Linked DNA regions of Gossypium raimondii: region 2 is linked to region 1. The links are chromatin contacts, called in public Hi-C maps. All regions are on one chromosome and are shown on one strand. The core of a region is the stretch at or near the end of the contact, and the rest is flanking DNA. Distances in the headings are between cores, read along the strand shown. Region 1 holds the start of LOC105785915 (ubiquitin-conjugating enzyme E2 10). Region 2 holds the start of LOC105785922 (chloroplast protein FOR GROWTH AND FERTILITY 2).

Region 1 (4,010 bases), core at 472-2,971:
AGCTAAACAGTGGTTTGAATCATTAATCATGGAGGAACGAATCCATTACAAGGTTTGATAGAAAAAATTACAAATCCCATGGCAAATGAATAACAAGCAAAGAATGAACCCAATGTTAATCTTAAACGCTGCCACTCTATGTTTCATTAACAGCTGCCACATTTCTTACTGTAGATCTTCGGGATGATAAGCAGTTCTTCGTAGATCACCCTGGAGCAGTGCCCATTACCACAGCCCAGGTACTCTCAGCTGCTTGTTGTAGTAATAATTTCTAAGTTCCGTTATTGGCCATTCCTGTTGATACTTGATAACATCGAATCCTAATTTTGACTATGTTCTTTAACTTTTCATGTTGAAAGGGGGAGGAATTAAGGAAGCTGATTGGAGCCCCTGTTTACATTGAATGTAGTTCAAAGACACAGCAGGTATGTACATATTCGACTGATCTACCATTGCTTTTTGTTTACAAGCCTTGGAAGTATGTTAATTACTTCTTGAAATACAGAACGTGAAAGCGGTCTTTGATGCGGCCATCAAAGTGGTTCTCCAGCCACCAAAGCAGAAGAAGAAAAAGAAGAGAAAGTCACAAAAAGCCTGCTCGATATTGTGATCACGTGATGAACAGTTATGGATGCCGGGGTGGATATCATGGCCCATTTAGCCACATAAATCTGTTAGTCTCTCACCATGTCTATCATCTCTTTCTCACCTTGAGAAAATAGCTCCTTTTGGTTTGTAGTCTGAACTATAACAGAACTAGGATCATTCCTATAATCATCTAAATTTGTGCTTTTTCTTTTCTCTTCTTTTCTTTTTTTCTCTCATGGATTGTCTTTTGAATTTGTATATTGATGGCCCTTTATGTGTTCTCACACTTTCCTTCAGTTACTTTGGGTTTAGATATGTTTGATCTGTTAACTGAAACATGGAGAAATTGTTTCCTATTGTTTCTTGTGATGTAATCTGATCTAGTATGTTTTAATGAACTAATATTATATTTGTGGTTTTGGAGTTCACTAATTTCTTTTGCTTACCTGATTGAATATTGTTTCTTCTACTTCATCTTGCCACTTCCATTCTCCCTTCTAACATTGAATTTATACGGATAGAAAGGGAATGAGCCTCGGATCGAGTCTAGTTGGTTCATGAACTGCAAGAGTCATGCTTAAAAGATGGTAACCAGCAGGTTTGAGAATCGAATTCCAACATATATACTCGATCCTTATTGTCAGACTGCTGTAGTTCCCTCGGTTCGATTGTTTGTTGCTTCCACATGGTGTTCTATACAAATGGTTCTTTTTGATCTCATTGGCCTTACAGATTTCTATGAAAGATGAACTGAGATGCCATCTTTCTGCTTATATATGAATCAAAATGATGAGTAGTCAGTTTTGAGGAAGTTAAAGCGAATATGAACCAAAATAATTCTCCTTACCAAGATAGTGAGAAAGATGAATTAGAAAATGGCATAGCCATTGTAGTCATTGGAAAAGTCTTCGAGTTATATCTTTAGATAACTTTTGCTCTTAGACCGGAAAATTATAAATAAAGATACATGAGATGCCATTAATATCTTCCCAAGTTTTCCTCCTTTTATAAAGTTGTTGATTCTTCAAGTTGTACCCAATCATTAAGTCCATCAAACAAGGGGGGTGCACAAATCAAAAGATGGTACAAAGGAATGAGATAAGGGCACTTAAACTTGTCTTTGTCCATTCAATTTTTGTCGACTTAAGCATCGGAAGGTGCCTCTCTTTCGATTCTCTTTCATTAACCTAGAATACCAACTTTTTCCTTCCACTTTCATCAATATGTAAAGAATTGGTGGACCTCTTTCTTTCACAAACACCTACAATTCCTCCATTAAATAAAGCTACCATCTTCCCCTTTGAAGTTCTCCATTACATTTCCCCATTCTCCCTCTTGAATATATATATATATATATATATATATATATATATATATATAAGAACTTTATTAATGGCGTCAAAAAGAATACTAAAGGAGCTCAAGGACTTGCAAAGAGATCCTCCAGCTTCATGCAGTGCAGGTAAGAGTTAGAAAGAAACAAAATCGCATAGCAGCTAATCTCCATTGTTGTTTGCAAGGTAAATTCACTACATAAGCTGTACTTTATCCAGGTCCAGTGGGTGAAAATATGTTTCATTGGCAGGCAACCATTATAGGTCCAAATGATAGTCCATATGCTGGTGGTGTTTTCCTTGTGACCATCCATTTCCCTCCTGATTACCCTTTTAAACCTCCTAAGGTACCATAATCTAGCACCTAATGCATCTCTATGGGCTTTTTAACATAATAATGTTCACCAAATTGTTTTTCAGATTGCCTTCAGGACCAAGGTTTTCCATCCCAACATAAACAGTAATGGCAATATCTGCTTAGACATTCTCAAAGAACAATGGAGTCCTGCACTCACCATATCCAAGGTAGGTAAAGCTTGGATCAATAAAACTAAGAAAAAAGAAAAAAAAAAAAGGTAAACTACACGCATAATCACTAAAATAGGGCATGTCCTATTTTGGTCACTTCAAATTTTTTTCTTAATTTAATCACTCGAAAAAAAATAATTGTACGACTGCTGTTAAAATGTCTGTTTTATTTTAATGGGTTGCTGATGTGGCACATTAGCACATTGAGTGATTGGTACGTGACATCTTTGGTTGGCTTTTGACTAAAGTTTAGGGACCTCCCTATAATTAGTCCAAAACTTTTTCCCCTAAACTTTATAGAGAGGTCCTAAATTTTAGTCAAAAGTCAACAAAAAATGCCACATGTTAATCACTCAATGTGCTAATATGCCACGTCAATAATTTATTAAAAGAAAATGAAAATTTTAACAATTACTAATTTGTATAATTATTTGCACTAATCTGTTATTCGAATTGTAAAATTTAACTCGATTTGAACTTGAAATTCGAATTACTTATTTGAGTTGACTCAAATAATTTGAATAACTCGATTCGATTAACTTGAAATTTAAAATTTTTTCGATTTTTTCGAATTGAATTTTACTCACCCCTAAATGTAGTTAAAAAAAAACATGTAAACTAATTAAATGCTATATTTATATATATTGGGCTAATGCAGGTTTTACTGTCTATATGTTCACTGCTAACCGACCCAAACCCTGATGATCCTCTTGTACCGGAGATTGCTCGTATGTGCAAAGCTGACAAATTAAAGTACGAATCTACTGCTCGGAGCTGGACCCATAAATATGCCATGGGCTGAACTAGGTGCCATTAATACTATTTTACTATTAGTAATTCTTTTTCAGGTTTAAATATGCCCTCAGTCCCTGTACTTTTCACTATTTTGAAATTTAGTCCCTTTGCTTTTATTTTTAAAATTATAGTCCCTTTGATTTGAAAATTAAAGTACAATTGATAATACTGTTAATGGATTTTGAGTAATTTGAATATGTAACATGTTAGTATTCAAACCTTTGGTTTAAAGATTTGAAGTTTAATTGATTGCACATATTCATATTTAATAGAAGACAATGTTATCAATTTCACTCTAATCTTTAAATCAGATACGAGAGGGACTACATTTCTGAAACTAGAAGTAGAGGAACCAAATTTCAAAAGTTAGATTGATAGGTCTATCATAGGGACTAGTACAAATTATTCCATACACTATTAAACGGATCAATATAATCATTGTGCTAGTAAAAAGAATCAAATAAGACTAAACTCTAACAAAGTTAACATTTATTGTTTAAAAGTATTAATTAATGTTTAACAAAGCCAATATTTAGAACATAGAATGATATTTTTAAATAGTAAATGTTTACTTTGTTAAAATAGCCATATTTGATTCTTTCATACTAGTATAGGGACTAAATTGATATGTTTGATAGTATAAGAACTAATTTGAATCAGTTTCTATGATAGAGAGAGGTAATATGTAATTTCACCGTTCTCTTGCCTACTACTTTGTTGAAGGTATAAACTTAATTAATTCCCACTATTTCCAGGTATATTATT
Region 2 (4,010 bases), core at 909-3,408, 200 kb after region 1:
CACCGGCCACACGAGATGGTAAAGCAAGTGCTGGCAAAACCATCATTAGCGCATCTGGCTGCAACCCGTGAACGATCCCAGTGGCAAAAGTAGCAAAACCAATCTTCTTTTTTCCGACTGCTGGGTTTTCAAGTGTCTCGTAAACACTAACATCACACTCACCATTTTCTAAGGCAACACATGGGGTAGGAACCTCTGAAGCTTCTCTTATACCCATTGCCCCAATAACAAGCAACGTTAAGCCCACCACTCTTGTACCCCAAGTCCGGATGATTTCAATGTGAAGGCGATCCTTTAGAAGTAAAAATAGTAATCCAAAGATAACCTGACCAGCATCATGACCACAACCCCATAGAGCTCCAACAACAGCACTTTCCATTCGAGTGCGGCCAATTGATAGTGGAGCCAAAGCAGCTAGGTGGTCAGGCCCTGATAGGGTATGTAAGCAACCAGCAAAGAAACCAGTCCATGCACTACTTAGTAATTCAGTACGGAGTACTCCACCCCCGACTGCAGCAGCTGCAGTTCCACTGGCTTTAGCACCAGCTTGAAAGGTTGCAAAAGCTGCTGGTGCAAAAATTGGTTGGATTAAGAACATGATAATGGCAGAGAGTGCTATATATGTCCCTGCTGTGATTGCCTGAAACATGTGTAGAATAAAAAAAACTGTTGGTACTCTTCGTCAATAAACAGGACTACACCACTTCCAGTTTCCACATAGAATCTTATTCCTTATAAACTGCAAATGCCATGCTGAATGTGACAAAATGCATGACAAAAGTGTCCCACTGCCATGGGATGCATGCTTTGTACATGGATGTTCACATTAAATTACATGTATTCATAATTTATGCCACGCTTCCTCTAATCCATCGATATCTCAGAATTACACTGATCATCATTAGTGGATGATTCAAAATTTCCAAATGCATGAATTCCCTCGGTTATACTTACGATAAAAGATTCCACATTCAGCCACTAGCAATGACTATAGTGTAATACTAACAGTACTAAAATTTTAGCTTCCATATGCTACTGTTGTACACCAGCAAAGCAGAACTTACCTAATTCATGAACAAGAAATTGTGAAAATAGTATACACTTACAAAAGCTAGTTTCACTCCAATTTTCTAATCTATTTAACTGATTGGTCCAAAACTGCAAATGTATGCGTAAACAGTCATGTCTAATTTGGAATCCATTTCCCTGATAATTTTCGAATTCTTCATATTTCCTTTGTTTAGTTAAGCATCCAAATGAAAATGATAAACCAAAAAGGGCAATAGTAGAAGAAAATTGACATGGAGTGGTGATTCATAATTAACTCAGCTAAATTGCATTTTGCCCCTTTCTCTCAACCATTCTTCTTTAAAAAGGACCCCATCTTTGTAACAATTGGGCATCAAAATCCTTATGTCCATAGTTTACTTTCTGGATGCATAATCTATTCACCCTATAACTAGAAATCCTTAATTAAGTATTGACCAAGTCAACCCTTCAATTTTAAAGCATAAAGCTTTCAATATTATAATTAAACACACAAATCTGAAATTCTTAAAGCCCAATTGAAGTAAAGTTGATATTAATAACCAAAAGAAGCTCCGAAAGTTCCTCAAAGATTTCTTTTCTTTTCTTTCTTTCTTCAATAAATTCAAGAGGAATAAATCAATTGCAATAGTTTTATTAAAAGCTTGTATAGATGCCATACCTTTCTTTGTGCAGAAGCTTTAATTGCAACAAGCTCGAGAAAATTGGACGTGGGTGTTGACCCATTTGCCGAGTCGACTCGCGGAGAACCGATTGAAGGCAATTCATTGCTGGGATTGGATAGAGGATAAGAGAAGTGAGATGGGTTATTATCGGCCTTGCATGAAATAGAAATGAATCGCCTGAGTTGGGGGCGAGTGAGCGAAGGAACGAAGCCGAGAGTAGGAGAGTCGAATCTGGCGAGTCGAGAGAGAGAAGGAGAGGGCTTTCGAGAGATCTCCAAAGGAGTTGGAGAAGAGGAGTAAAGAAGCCTTTCCATGGCTTCCTTTGGAAAGTTGAAGGCTTTAAAAGGTGAAGATTTTGGCAGAGGGAGTGGGAGAGTTGTGCTGAAGATAAAGTTTTGGCAGAAAACGAGGAGGTTTAATTGAAAATTGGAAATGGAGATTATATTTGGATTGAAATTTCTTTTTGACTAAACCCTACCTTTTTATTACTTATTTTTTACTTTGAAGGTTAAATCGGTTTGCTCTAAACCCTAGATTTCTCCCACATTTTTTTTTCTTCTAAATTTAATCTAAAATAATTTTCTAATTTATATTAAAATAGTTTTCCTCTAAATCATTTCTTCTAATAATAGCATGTTATTTCATTTCTAAATAATAATAAATAAAGTGATACATTTTCAACAAAAAAAGAATATGATTTTTTGTACAATCAAAACATAAATTTACGTAGGAATTTTATATTGTCTATATTCCTATAAGTGTAAAAATTTCATTTCTTGGGAAAATGCAAAACAATGTTTCAAAAAAAAAAGATAATAAAAATACTAGTAATTCAATAAAAATGTGCAAAATTTTAATTAATAATTAAATAATCCTAAACAACTCTTACACATAAGTAGGTTTCAGTCAATCATTAATGATGCAGTGTCCATTGATTTTGATTGCTCTCAGATCTCATTCCATTTCATGGCCTCAAATGAGTCCACAACAGCTCCTTAAGCTAAGATTTTTCCACCCCCAACTTTGCTTCATTTTATGAACCAGCTATTTCCAAACACTCAATAGTGACCTTCCCAATTGCCACTAGCGTTTGGGGAATCACAACACTCTTAATTAAGGTAAGCTGAATGAATTGTTAATTCATAAACGGGAAGGTGGTTGCGGAAAGGGACAAAGTTGGTGAAGTTGGCATAGGATTTGAAATGTTGAACTTATCCAAGCATTGGACATCAATTCAGCATAAAAAGTTATCCTGGACAACTTCAAAGGACCACGTGTAGACCCACCTACGGCCTATTCACCACCCTTTACACGCACAATGCTCGTGCTAGCACACGCCCGCCACACGCACGCACTGACGCATTGATGGGCGCTCGTTTTTAAGACCTCACCTTAGACGCAGGGTTTCAAATTCTCAACCCAACAACAATATGGGGCTGGTGTTTTAGCCTTCTTGTGCCTACTTTTGTTCACCCTTCGGCTTTCTTTAGGGAGGACGATACTCTTTTTTTTTTTTTTAATGTTTAAAGTCTCCAATGGTAGTGGACAAAGTTGGTGCAGAGTTGGGGCTACATCTCATCTAGCGAATGCCTCTTATTATGTGGCACCATTGCAGAAACCAAGGACCATATATATTTTATGAATGCCAGCCGGTTTACACAACATGTTCTTACATCCAATAGAGCTTTGGTACAACCTAAACCCTGGCTGGATGCATTGAACTGGGCCATTAAGCAAGCAAAGACCCATTGCGTCTTGTCTTTGCTTGATTAGGTAGGAGATTGCCAACAGATACCTTTAGGTTGCTAACAAATATTGTTAGACAGTAATTATCTACCCTTACCAAATTTACTCATTCCTTAAACTCCTTGATGGATTGGTGGTTGATTGGGATATAGGCGAATAAGTAGTGTCTTATTTGCTTTATTTCTCCTTATTGAGTTGGGTTGTAATCATTATCAATGTTGTTATACGCGGTAACAAAATTTTGCTTCCCATAAACATTTTTTCTTATCCAAATAAAAAAGATATTGATCTCTAATAATTACATTTGTGAATTCTAACTTAATATTGCAAATTCGATTCATTTATTTCATATTCAAAATTGACCTAAACCCAAAATGACCAAAATTTAAAATAACCTAGTTCAAATATGGACTAAAACATGTCACAAGTAAACATTTTCAAACCATCATCAACATGCCAAGAGAACCTTATAAACAAGCACTTAAAAGTTACCAAAATAACATGACTTGGTAAGGCATCAAAGTGTAACAAATCAACATAGCTGTCCAAAGT

The links. A called contact is a pair of places that touch in the nucleus more often than the background predicts.
Region 2: a Hi-C map of leaf shows a contact between it and region 1, with 2.8 times the contacts expected there. The contact joins the promoter of LOC105785922 here to the promoter of LOC105785915 in region 1. A contact is called at or near these places in 2 of 2 Hi-C or Micro-C datasets (both in leaf).

What each region holds. Positions count from the first base shown.
Region 1 is chr1:43,199,017-43,203,026 of ASM2569854v1, forward strand. LOC105785915 (ubiquitin-conjugating enzyme E2 10) reads left to right here and starts at 1,722. Exons shown (of 5, transcript XM_012612114.2): 1 at 1,722-2,050; 2 at 2,142-2,269; 3 at 2,343-2,447; 4 at 3,109-3,257; 5 at 4,001-4,010. The coding sequence starts at 1,981. The coding sequence ends at 3,252. LOC105785914 (rac-like GTP-binding protein ARAC3) reads left to right here. Exons shown (of 7, transcript XM_012612112.2): 5 at 175-239; 6 at 360-425; 7 at 506-1,016. The coding sequence ends at 610.
Region 2 is chr1:43,402,933-43,406,942 of ASM2569854v1, forward strand. LOC105785922 (chloroplast protein FOR GROWTH AND FERTILITY 2) reads right to left here and starts at 2,159. Exons shown (of 2, transcript XM_012612125.2): 1 at 1,709-2,159; 2 at 1-640. The coding sequence starts at 2,026.